Regions from separate parts of the Bombyx mori genome. Here region 1 is linked to region 2. Evidence: chromatin contacts called from public Hi-C data. All regions are on one chromosome and are shown on one strand. The core of a region is the stretch at or near the end of the contact, and the rest is flanking DNA. Distances in the headings are between cores, read along the strand shown. Region 1 has its middle 5.5 kb from the start of LOC134199995. Region 2 holds the start of BmEts2 (ets DNA-binding protein pokkuri-like).

Region 1 (4,921 bases), core at 1,314-3,813, 71 kb after region 2:
CGCTCTTGTGGTAGTCGTTTTTTGACGATATGTTTTGGGTACACTAACTGTGATTAGTATAGATTGCAGAATAACAGTCGTTTAGTAAGTAATTAATGTAATATAACAGATTATATTCTTTCTAGTTACATCCTTTAAAGTGCTTAAATTATATTAATCTTGTTATAAAGACGGTAAAATCAGTTATACCAAAGATAATATTGAAAAAAAAGGTGATAAATGTTTAAACAAAAATAGTTGATAATTACTTATCTGCCACTTTACAAAATGGCTGATTCAAAAGTAACATAAACAACACATATACATTGTTAAAATGAAACCATTACATTTTAATGAGTTTAAAACGGGTAATGGTTTGGGATCTAATAGTTTGGTTTTGAAGTAGTCGTAAAATTAGTTTTATTAGCAAATTGAGGCGGATAATTACGTTTAAGTACGCTCACTTGTAATTGTGGTATCAAAGCTTTATCTGTTTAATAGCGAATTGCTGAAAGTTGCATTTATGAGAATTAAGAAAATTCACAACTGTTAACAAAATATATAAGTATAATTATAAGTATAGTTATTATTGTAACGAACCTGTTCATCATAAGAATATGAGTCCGATGTGGGAATCGAAGCCACGACTCTCGGCCCAGTAGTCAGGGACGCCAACTACCGCACCATCGAATTAGTCGAATATAAGAAAATGAGTAGACGTTACTTTTTTATTTTTTTTTATTGCCATAATAGGCAGACGAGCATACGGCCCACCTGATGGTAAGTGGGCACCGTCGCTCATGGACGTCAGCAATGCCAGGGGCAGAGCCAAGCCGCTGCCTTCCGTTAAACATTAGTGCACCTGAGCACCTCTAACGAATGACCGGGAACACATACTTTTTTAATTTACTATTATTTACTTTCCATACCACTTTAGTGGTATTTTACTGTAGTACTACTACTACTACTACTTTGGAAGTCGTCGTGGCCTAAAGGATAAGACGTCCGATGCATTCGAATCTAGCGATGCACCAGTGTTCGAAACCCACAGACGGGTATCAATTTTTCTGATGAAATACGTACTTGATGTATGTTCACGATTGAATTCCACGGTAAAGGAATAACATCGTGTAATAAAAATCAAACCCGGAAATTTATAATTTTCGTAATTACCTACTGGCGGTAGGACGTCTTGTGAGTCCGCACGGGTAGGTACCAACACCCTGCTTATTTCTGCCGCGAAGCAGTAATGCGTTTCGGTTTGAAGGGTGGGGCAGCCGTCGGTACTATACTAATACTATATACTGAGACCTTAGAACTCATTTCTCAAGCTGGGTGGCGGCATTTACATTGTAAATATCTATGGGCTCCGGTAACCACTTAACACCAGAGGGACTGTGAGGCCACCTATCTATGCAATAAAAAATAAATAAATAAAACTACTGCTAATAATGTACAATAATTAACCGTTCAAGGGTGATGCACCGTCCAGATTCACTATCAATTGAGGTCAACGATAGCAGAATTATTACTGTATTGTCACAAGCAGAACCTAGCAATTGTGCGTATCATTTACAATACATACCATTGCTAAGTGCTTCTGTTCGTAAGACTGGGCTGTGTTTAGAGGCCGCAACGAGCTGGTAGCAACCTTATTTTGCCGAATCAGTAAATGGTTCGGAAGGCGCATCATAAAAAAAAATTGTTTAGAATTTGAGAGTGTTTATCGGACTGGAAACTTATTTCAATATAATGAATTAAAAAGTGTTGAGTGCTGCAACGTAATTTATCAGTTTTTACTTTTAATTATAGCCCTTATATTCAAATCTGTAGAGATATTTAATAAGCTATAAAATATCCAATGTATGTAACTAATGTAATAAATAAATAGTAATCACGCGTCAGCTGTAACTAACGAAGACAGTTAAACGTATCTAGTAGTTTATTATCGTATGGTTACCCTCCACTTCTTGTAACGTCAGAGAATATGAACACAATGTAGTATGTACACACGTGTGCCGTCGATCAAGACAAGTGCACTGACATACAACGGTTCAATTCTCGGAATCGGGTTAATTCTGTGTGTGACGTCAGCGACCGCCGCGCCGAGCCGAGCGCGCTTCCTCGTCGGATGGAATACGACTCGAGAGTAATTAATAGCTGAATTCGTTTAGTTCCTGACTTGACGGTTGACTGTTTCAAAATGAATAATAGTAGTTGTCTCGGTGTTTCGTGCTTGTGGACGTAACTGACGTCGTTTCCGTCTTTTTTTGTGAATATTTAAGTTCACGAACTTAACTATGATCATAATTGATTCAAAGTTCATAAACAATAGATGTTAATTTCGTTCGGGTGTTTTATTGATTGTTTATATTCTTGAATTACATATATTGAGTTTACTGACTGACGAATCTAATATATTCCATTCTGATTTATCAGTTTTATTAAGCATACCTACATTTTTACTTAAATAATTGCGTGATAATATTCTTTAAACATTAAAATGTTTTGCATTGTTATTGAAAGAGCTCCTTTCATTGTATACGTCGACAGATGTTGCAATAATTTGGGTCGGCACGAGTACGCGCAGCGGGATGTCCGATGTATGTACTCATTACTTGGCGCAAGTCAATGCGCTTTGGGCGATGGGACTATTTCCCCTTTTCAAATAATGATTTACTTACTACAGTTTACTTGTTCCATTTATTATAAGCGGACTATTAAGACAAAATCATTAATAACATAATAATTTACTAATATTGTACCCCCCTCCTGGCTGAGCCTTTGCTCGCCCACCTGTCTAAAAACTAGTTATTAATCTTTATTCTTTATTCTAAAAAAACTAGTCTTTTTCTAACACAGCGTTGGAGTTCAGAGCATATAAAACTATAAAATATATAATCTAATGTTTTTATTAGATTCACTCATACTCACACTCTCACCAATAATCGATTACAAAAAAATTAAAAGATCCAACTTTCTCTGATTGGAACCACATGACGTCGTTGAACGACAAAATAAATTAAAAAACAATCAACAGATCATTTAGAAACAACAAAAAAAAACCTTTTAAGGCTCACTGCAACCGAGACATTTGCTCCTGAACGAACTTCAAAGCCGAGAACCAGTCACGTGTGTATATTACAGTAACGACACATTTCTAAACTCAAATTTCATAAGGGCGTAAACGTTAAAGTTTTGGTTTACGTTTTGAAAGGTGGAAGATACCCGTTGCGTGGGAAAGCTCTCTGAGGTCAGGTGGCACCGGCAGCACATGTGGTACACTCCTGTTCGAATGTTTTAAAAATGTTTATCGATATACAAATATAGGTGACGAACTAAGATTAGGGCGCTGCGTCGCGGGGGAGTACAAGCTGGCCTGGTGGTCTCTTAACAATAACATACCGTTATCTTAGTTAGTTATGACGAACGTTTACGACAGTGCACTGGGGAATCAACATGTGGTGTTAATGAAATAACCGCAGAATAAAATCCTCATAGATTGAGCTCTCCTGCACGGAGTAGTTGATTGCGCTCTGAAATTTTATGTTGTTTGTTTTTTATTTAAATATAATACACAGTATCAAAGTTAAACCTCATATTTGAGTCGTCTATTATCAAAGGTGGCAATCTGTGCATTTGGACAAAAAAATGTTATTGATATGTCAATACAGATTGATTTGAATATAATCGTCTCCTTCAAAGAATACGGTTCAAAACCTGCATTAAATAAAGGTTAATAATTAACCTGTAATTTATCTAAGATGTGGTTCAGAAGAGTTTTGTGACTGCCAATGGAATACAAAGTCAATAATTCGTTTTTCTGATTTACCAATAATTGTCCAAAAGTCACATTGCCGGCTTTAATAATAGTCGACTCATTTATCGTTTTCAAATTAGGATCCCTCCACATATTTTCACTTTGTTTCGTAAATTCTTTTCACTTGGCATACTTTAGAGAATTTAATGTCGCAAAAAGTGAATCTGTGCAAGACTGAGCTCCGCCCTAAATTGGCTTCTGTGCGTCACTCGAACCCGTGGGATTGGTGCTATTATAGGGAGGATTTCGCAACGTGGGTGTCCGGCTTGTGTACGAATTATGAAACAGTATTTATACCTCCTTATACTTATGGCGTAGACTGCTCAACCATGCACAATAATGTAGGCTTTGTCAATGAGCACACGGTGCGTAAAGGGATCCATTGATGTGTTGCTTTGCTGACTACAGGGTGAATTAGGAGTACATGTTATTCTATTATACTATTCTACATCTATCTAGTTTGTAGATTTCAACAAGAGAACAAAGTAGGTATTAACGTTTGTGGTGAAAATCAAAATGAATGTAAATAGACCTTTTTGTTTGGTACTTTGTGACATTTTATGTGTATTATCTATGACATGTTCCTCCTGCAAGTGTAGTGTTCGCTCACGCGTCCCGCACTAACTTGAAACCCCTTTAAGTCATTCAATCCCGTTTTTGCAGGATAGCCGTCGGAGCACCACGGTTCCTAAGGAATGTGGATCCCCGTGCTGAATAAGTATTTATAGTCGGCATCATTACGCCACTTTGAGAAGGTGGCACGACACGAAAACCCTCTTGTCGTGGCCGCCGGAAATTACATACCCGATCCTGCGGACCGAATGGTAAACAGTCGCTTTCGCCCAAAACATGTCATTTCGGATCCTCCCGATTCGCGAACGGTGCTAGGGACCTCAAGCACCGGTCATCGTTCTCGTCGAACCCGTCGCTTGCGACGAAGGGCTCGGCGAGTAAACTAACCCACAGACACAGCCCACTGAGTTTCTCACCTGATCTTCTCAGTGGATCACGTTTCCGATCCTGTGGTAGATTCTGAGAAGCAGTGCTCTTGCGTTAGAGTTAACAACTTCGCCAGGTTTGAGCCCCGTGAGCTCACCTACTCTTTCGGTAACGGTGATTTAG
Region 2 (5,170 bases), core at 103-2,602:
TGTTGGACTGAATGGTAGCGGTAGCCGCTCCATACTGGGCCCAGACGGCAGTTGTAAGCTTACAACTTTCATTACGTTAATCTGAAACAAATTTTCACATTAGGATTGACTTTGTGTTAGTATTCTGTATATTATTATGATTTTCAAGAGTTCGTTTTAATGTTCGCTATTTGATCACAGATGTCGCTGTTACTAGAAATAATTGTTAGATTATAAAATAATAATGTTTGATTAATTTAACCAATAGACGAACAGGTTCATTTATTCTTTGTGTTGCATCTGTAGTGTTGTATTTTGTTTTTACGATTAAATAACGTTATAAATTATGCGTCATTTTTAGTTGACATTTTAATATTATCGAAACATTATTATTTTAAAATATTGTGGTTACACCGATACTGTCAACAATGGTACTAGGTGGTAGGTTTGTATTTTTTTATTTTATTGGGTATTTAAATTAAATGAAATTATTAGCTATTGGCACATTTTTTTAAACTCACTAGTATCGCCTGTGGCAATTTTAAGGAAAAATCATGTTTTTTTTACCTGTCTTGACACGTCTATGTCACGGACAAAAGCATTTCAAATCACTCCCAAGTAATCAATCAAAAAAAGTCTAAGCTTATTTCTCGGTATTCGCTTAATATTATTCTAAGGTTGACGTGACTAACGTTTTTTAAAAAAAATGATAAACACATAATTATTTAAAGATTGTAAATAAGAAGTTACAAAAGTTATCTTTATGAGATAACCCGTCAGTAAAGCAGTTGAAGTATTATTACGAATAAATAGCCTTTATAAGACTATTTACTAAAACAAACATCGAGCTATAAGTATAATCAAATTAAACTTGAAACTTCGATGAGGGAAAAGTATATGACAAAAACATGATTTGATATGACAATTTAAAGAACAATATCCCGTGTCAACTATGAATGAAGTACAGCCACCTGCTGCTTTAGTATTGTTTAGGGTTGTAGGTAGGTATGCGACGAGACGACACCCTCTTTCAATCGAGCTTTATCCGTTGGACCATTCATGTGAAAGCAGTTTTCTGTACAGTTTTTGTCGATTCACTAACTTAAAAAGTTCACAGAGTGTGAAAAAGCCTATTTTGTTTATTTTATCGCAGATTACATAAAACAGCGGAGGGTTGACAATTCATTGCGATATTTGAAATACGTTCACAATATTGAAGATCTTGACCGGATTCGAATTCCATATTATTAGGCACTATACAGTCGCCTTATCGGGCGCGGTCGGAAATGCGTGAGTCCACGATAGCACAGTTTGCGATAAGCACCGCTACTCACCGGCTAAGCTGATCCGGAACTGGTTGCGTTGTCAAAATCCTTGTTGAAAACAGAAACTGGACAACTCAGTACACGTACATTATCATCACAAAAGTTAGCACAGAATTCAGTGTACACAGAGCACCAGACACACGCGTAACGGCGGTGATCCCTCCAAACGTGTCGTGTTACGGCACGCCGTAAACCAGCAGCGTATCTGAGGGAACGAACTCGCAAGCGAGCGTTTCGAACGGCTCTTCGACGCGGACTGATGATGCGGCGGCTGAGGGCGGCGCGGGCGGACGGATGCACGGCTGCCGTTCCCCCCGCATACCTCATCACTCCGCGCCACCTCACATGCTGAGATAAAACTTTGGTAGCTAGACCAAGTCCCATTTTAACTAAACATACGAGCAATGTTTCCGCAACTCGTTATCGGACTTGGCGCCGAGTGATGCTCTAAAATCAGTCGTTTTACAAGAAATTATAATTATCAAATACGGCAGTAGAATAATAATATTTTGTATAGATCCGTGTAAAAAGAAGATACATTCTTTGTGTTTTATTTGTTAGTATAAGGCACGCAGAAATACTAGTACATATTAGAATTACGTCAGCACACCAGTTTTTAATAACTCTCAATATTTCCTTGTGTATACCTATGTGACATTGTAAAGCGTTGCGGGCACCGGACTTGTTTTTCAATTAGATATTAATTTACATTAGGTTTTCGGACTTGTTACTATCTAAATGAATAAACAATTAAAACTCATTTTTTTCTATGTTTTTACATATCAGTAAACGGCGTCTTGGAAAATATTCATTCGACAAAGCACAGGAAATGTCTCGGTCGACAGTTTCCTGGTTCTGAGTAAGACAATACGAATGCTAACCGGTTTGAACTGAGCTCACAATATTTTACAGTCACTCTTTGGTAACAAAGCAATACTGATTGTTTTTAATTTACAAGTTCTGGTGGTTGTCAAAAATTGAAATCATGTGAATTATGTATCATAGAACTATAACATAAGAACGAATAGCCCATATTTGATATAATTACGTAAGAATGTATATAATATTCTGTATGCAACTGTGTTGTAAGTTTATCTTTTTTCAATACATAGGTTTTGCTAAAGGCTAGAGCAGACGAAAGTGTAGAAATTACTCATATGCCTGTATGTGTATAGTGTGTGTGGGTTGAGATTATGTGTGCCCTGGCTGTCGTCCCACTACCGGTTCGAGACAGAAATATTCGGCAGCCAAGACGGAAGTGGCCTCGGAATCTTTACCTGTTGCTCCCTTCGCCCGCGTCTCGCTCCCTAGTGCTTTCGTCTCGCTCTGGCGCATTAGCGCGTATTACTGCTACGGCGGCACGCAGACGGTCTTCGTGGAGTTATGTGCAGTAATTTAAAGAATAAAGACGACCAATGTTGTTTGACCGTGACCGCGGACATCAATTTATTTGTGGTTACATACACGTTTAGGTTAAATATTATCGATTTTTGGATAGGAACTATTTCCCTAAATATTGTTCAAGCTAAACCTAATTTTCGGAAGTACATAATGTGGGTACGTTAACGTACACTTAATTAAACTGGCAGACAAGCAAGCGGATTATTATCACACTCCATTTGATACGCGGTTTCTATCAAAATCTTTCGAGTGCGTGCAAGGATGGTACAGTGGACATAAACTTTGTACATGACATAACTCTGCAGATCGTACGAAATATGCTGCTGACGATTGCCGGAAGCACGCCGGCCGGACGTCCGCGTCTGTATAGAGAAGTTTCCTATATTTGCGAACATTAGTATTTACGTAACAATACTTAAATCATATTAAATGAATACTTTTTTGTTTTAACGAAATTAGTCGAAAAAATAGCAAATAACGTTTTAAAAATGGGCACAAGAAAGAGTGGGTGCGTAGGGGAAATATCTCGCTATCTCGAATGTTCGTAGCTAAAGGCTAAATGACGTCATGATACATTATGTGCATCCTTTTCTGCCATAATAATATAATAATTATGTTAATAATAAGTAAAGTGAATATAAGTATATTAATTAGAATTAAATAACTCATATATTTTTAATAAAAAGTGGAGTCAACTAATTAGTATTCGTAATTTCGGAAGGCGGGCTATCCAATAATGGCCCCAGTACACCAACTAAGTACATACTTCTAATCAACATTTTTTAATCAGTTGTCCGTGATTACGAAAACTAAATTATTCGAAAATGCGCTATTAAAGCGTAAACCTAAGAAACTAATTCTAATCAAGCGATTCTAAACCTTTTTGGGAAAGTCAGAGTGAAAGATCAAAACCGTTTGAAGAACAGTTCAAAAAGTTGTAATTTGAAATTTTTGGCTTTAGTCGAGATAAATTAAGTGAAATTACAAAAAATACAATTTTTTAAATAATAACCCAAATTTAAAAATCAAATGAATTTTGGCATTGCTAAATTTGTATTTTTCTCTCTATTTTTGTTAATTAAGTTATTTAAATAAAATATATAACATATATTTTGATTTCCTCGTATATTTTAAAATCGTGTCTAAGGAGTTTTAATTCGCTGACCAAATAGAAAAAGGACTAAACTGTTCTAGAGTTACAGACGAGCTCGCAGCCTATTCGGCGTAATGTAGTTACCGAAGTACAAAGAAATCATGACGTGGTTGCCGCCACTTCATAAGTTCGAAGTTTGAATTGTGTAACGGCTGCTCTACTCGCATCTTTTAAAGCGGAACGCATAACTGATTAAGAATTAGGGAATCAAATGGTGAAATACGATGTTGCTTCGAAAGGATGATCAGGAAATAGTCGTCTTTATGTTATGGTCTTATTCGAGGATTTGCTATTACAAAATTTTTAAGTACCTAGTGAAAAAAGTATTATGCGTAAAATTATACCTCACCAATATATTATGTAAATAAAAGGGAAAAGAACCTACAATACTTTTATTAAATTCATTTTGACACTAGTTGTGACCTGGTTGGTATGCGACGAACGGTTGGTCTCAAATTCGAATTCATGCGGAAGTGCCCGAAATAAGTTCATTGCGTGGGCGCATAGTTTCAGCTACCGCTTGTTGTGTTCCTAAATATTGTATTGTTCAATTTAGTGTTCCTAGACGTGTAGGTAAATATGAATTAGTCAACTGGTTTTAAATATACACATCAGTCAGATTAAAAAAAAACTTAATAGTTTTTAAAATATACTCAATATTACTTAAAGTTTTTTTTTATTTCCTCTTTTCTATTAATGTTTTAAGTAGGTTACTATTAACATATGAAGTTTCCGCTTAATATACAGAAATATATATTTTTTAAATAGTTTTTGTTTCTTTTAATTAAAATATGCATTCATAGTACCGATGCATATCTGCCAGCGTAGTGGTAATTTTTCAATGCCCTTCTTGAAGAAGTCAGCTGTACAGGAGCCAACAAAGGTATCTTGTACTGCCCCTCAGGTATAAATTTTTTTCCAAAGTTTGGAAAATGTAGAAGTCTACGGTGGATAAAGCAAAACTTCCAACTCTAGCTTTTGTATCTTAGAGACCGTCTGTTGTACCATATGAGGTCGAGCGTTGTCTTGTAGGGGCAACGGGGACGAGCAATTTACTAAGGTTAGCCGGAGACACGCGAGCCTCCACTATTTTGTCCTACAGTACACATTGCAGTAATGCTGGTGTAGTACAGGATGCGATGCATTATACCGGCACTAGACTACCAAACAGTGACCATGATCTTTTAGGGATAAGTTTTCGTTTGGGACATTGCATAGGTGAACCATGGTCCTACTAATATGATGAATACTTAGATTATCAAGAAGAATCCTTTTTTTATCAAAGTGACAAAAAAAATTCCTACTTATCCTG

What was found. Hi-C and Micro-C count contacts between places; a contact is called where the count stands out from the background.
Region 1: a Hi-C map of midgut shows a contact between it and region 2, with 2.3 times the contacts expected there. The contact joins the enhancer-like site here to the promoter of BmEts2 in region 2. A contact is called at or near these places in 2 of 7 Hi-C or Micro-C datasets (midgut and whole pupa).

Annotation. Positions count from the first base shown.
Region 1 is chr13:10,524,373-10,529,293 of ASM3026992v2, forward strand. No RefSeq gene overlaps it. Among protein-coding and RNA genes, the nearest start is that of LOC134199995, 5.5 kb to the left of the region's middle. Within about 2 kb of position 2,564, at least 8 of the 8 cell types and tissues checked have open chromatin away from gene starts, as enhancers often do.
Region 2 is chr13:10,454,349-10,459,518 of ASM3026992v2, forward strand. It overlaps BmEts2 (ets DNA-binding protein pokkuri-like), which reads right to left and starts at 1,353. Exons shown (of 5, transcript NM_001279507.1): 1 at 1,314-1,353; 2 at 1-81. The coding sequence starts at 72.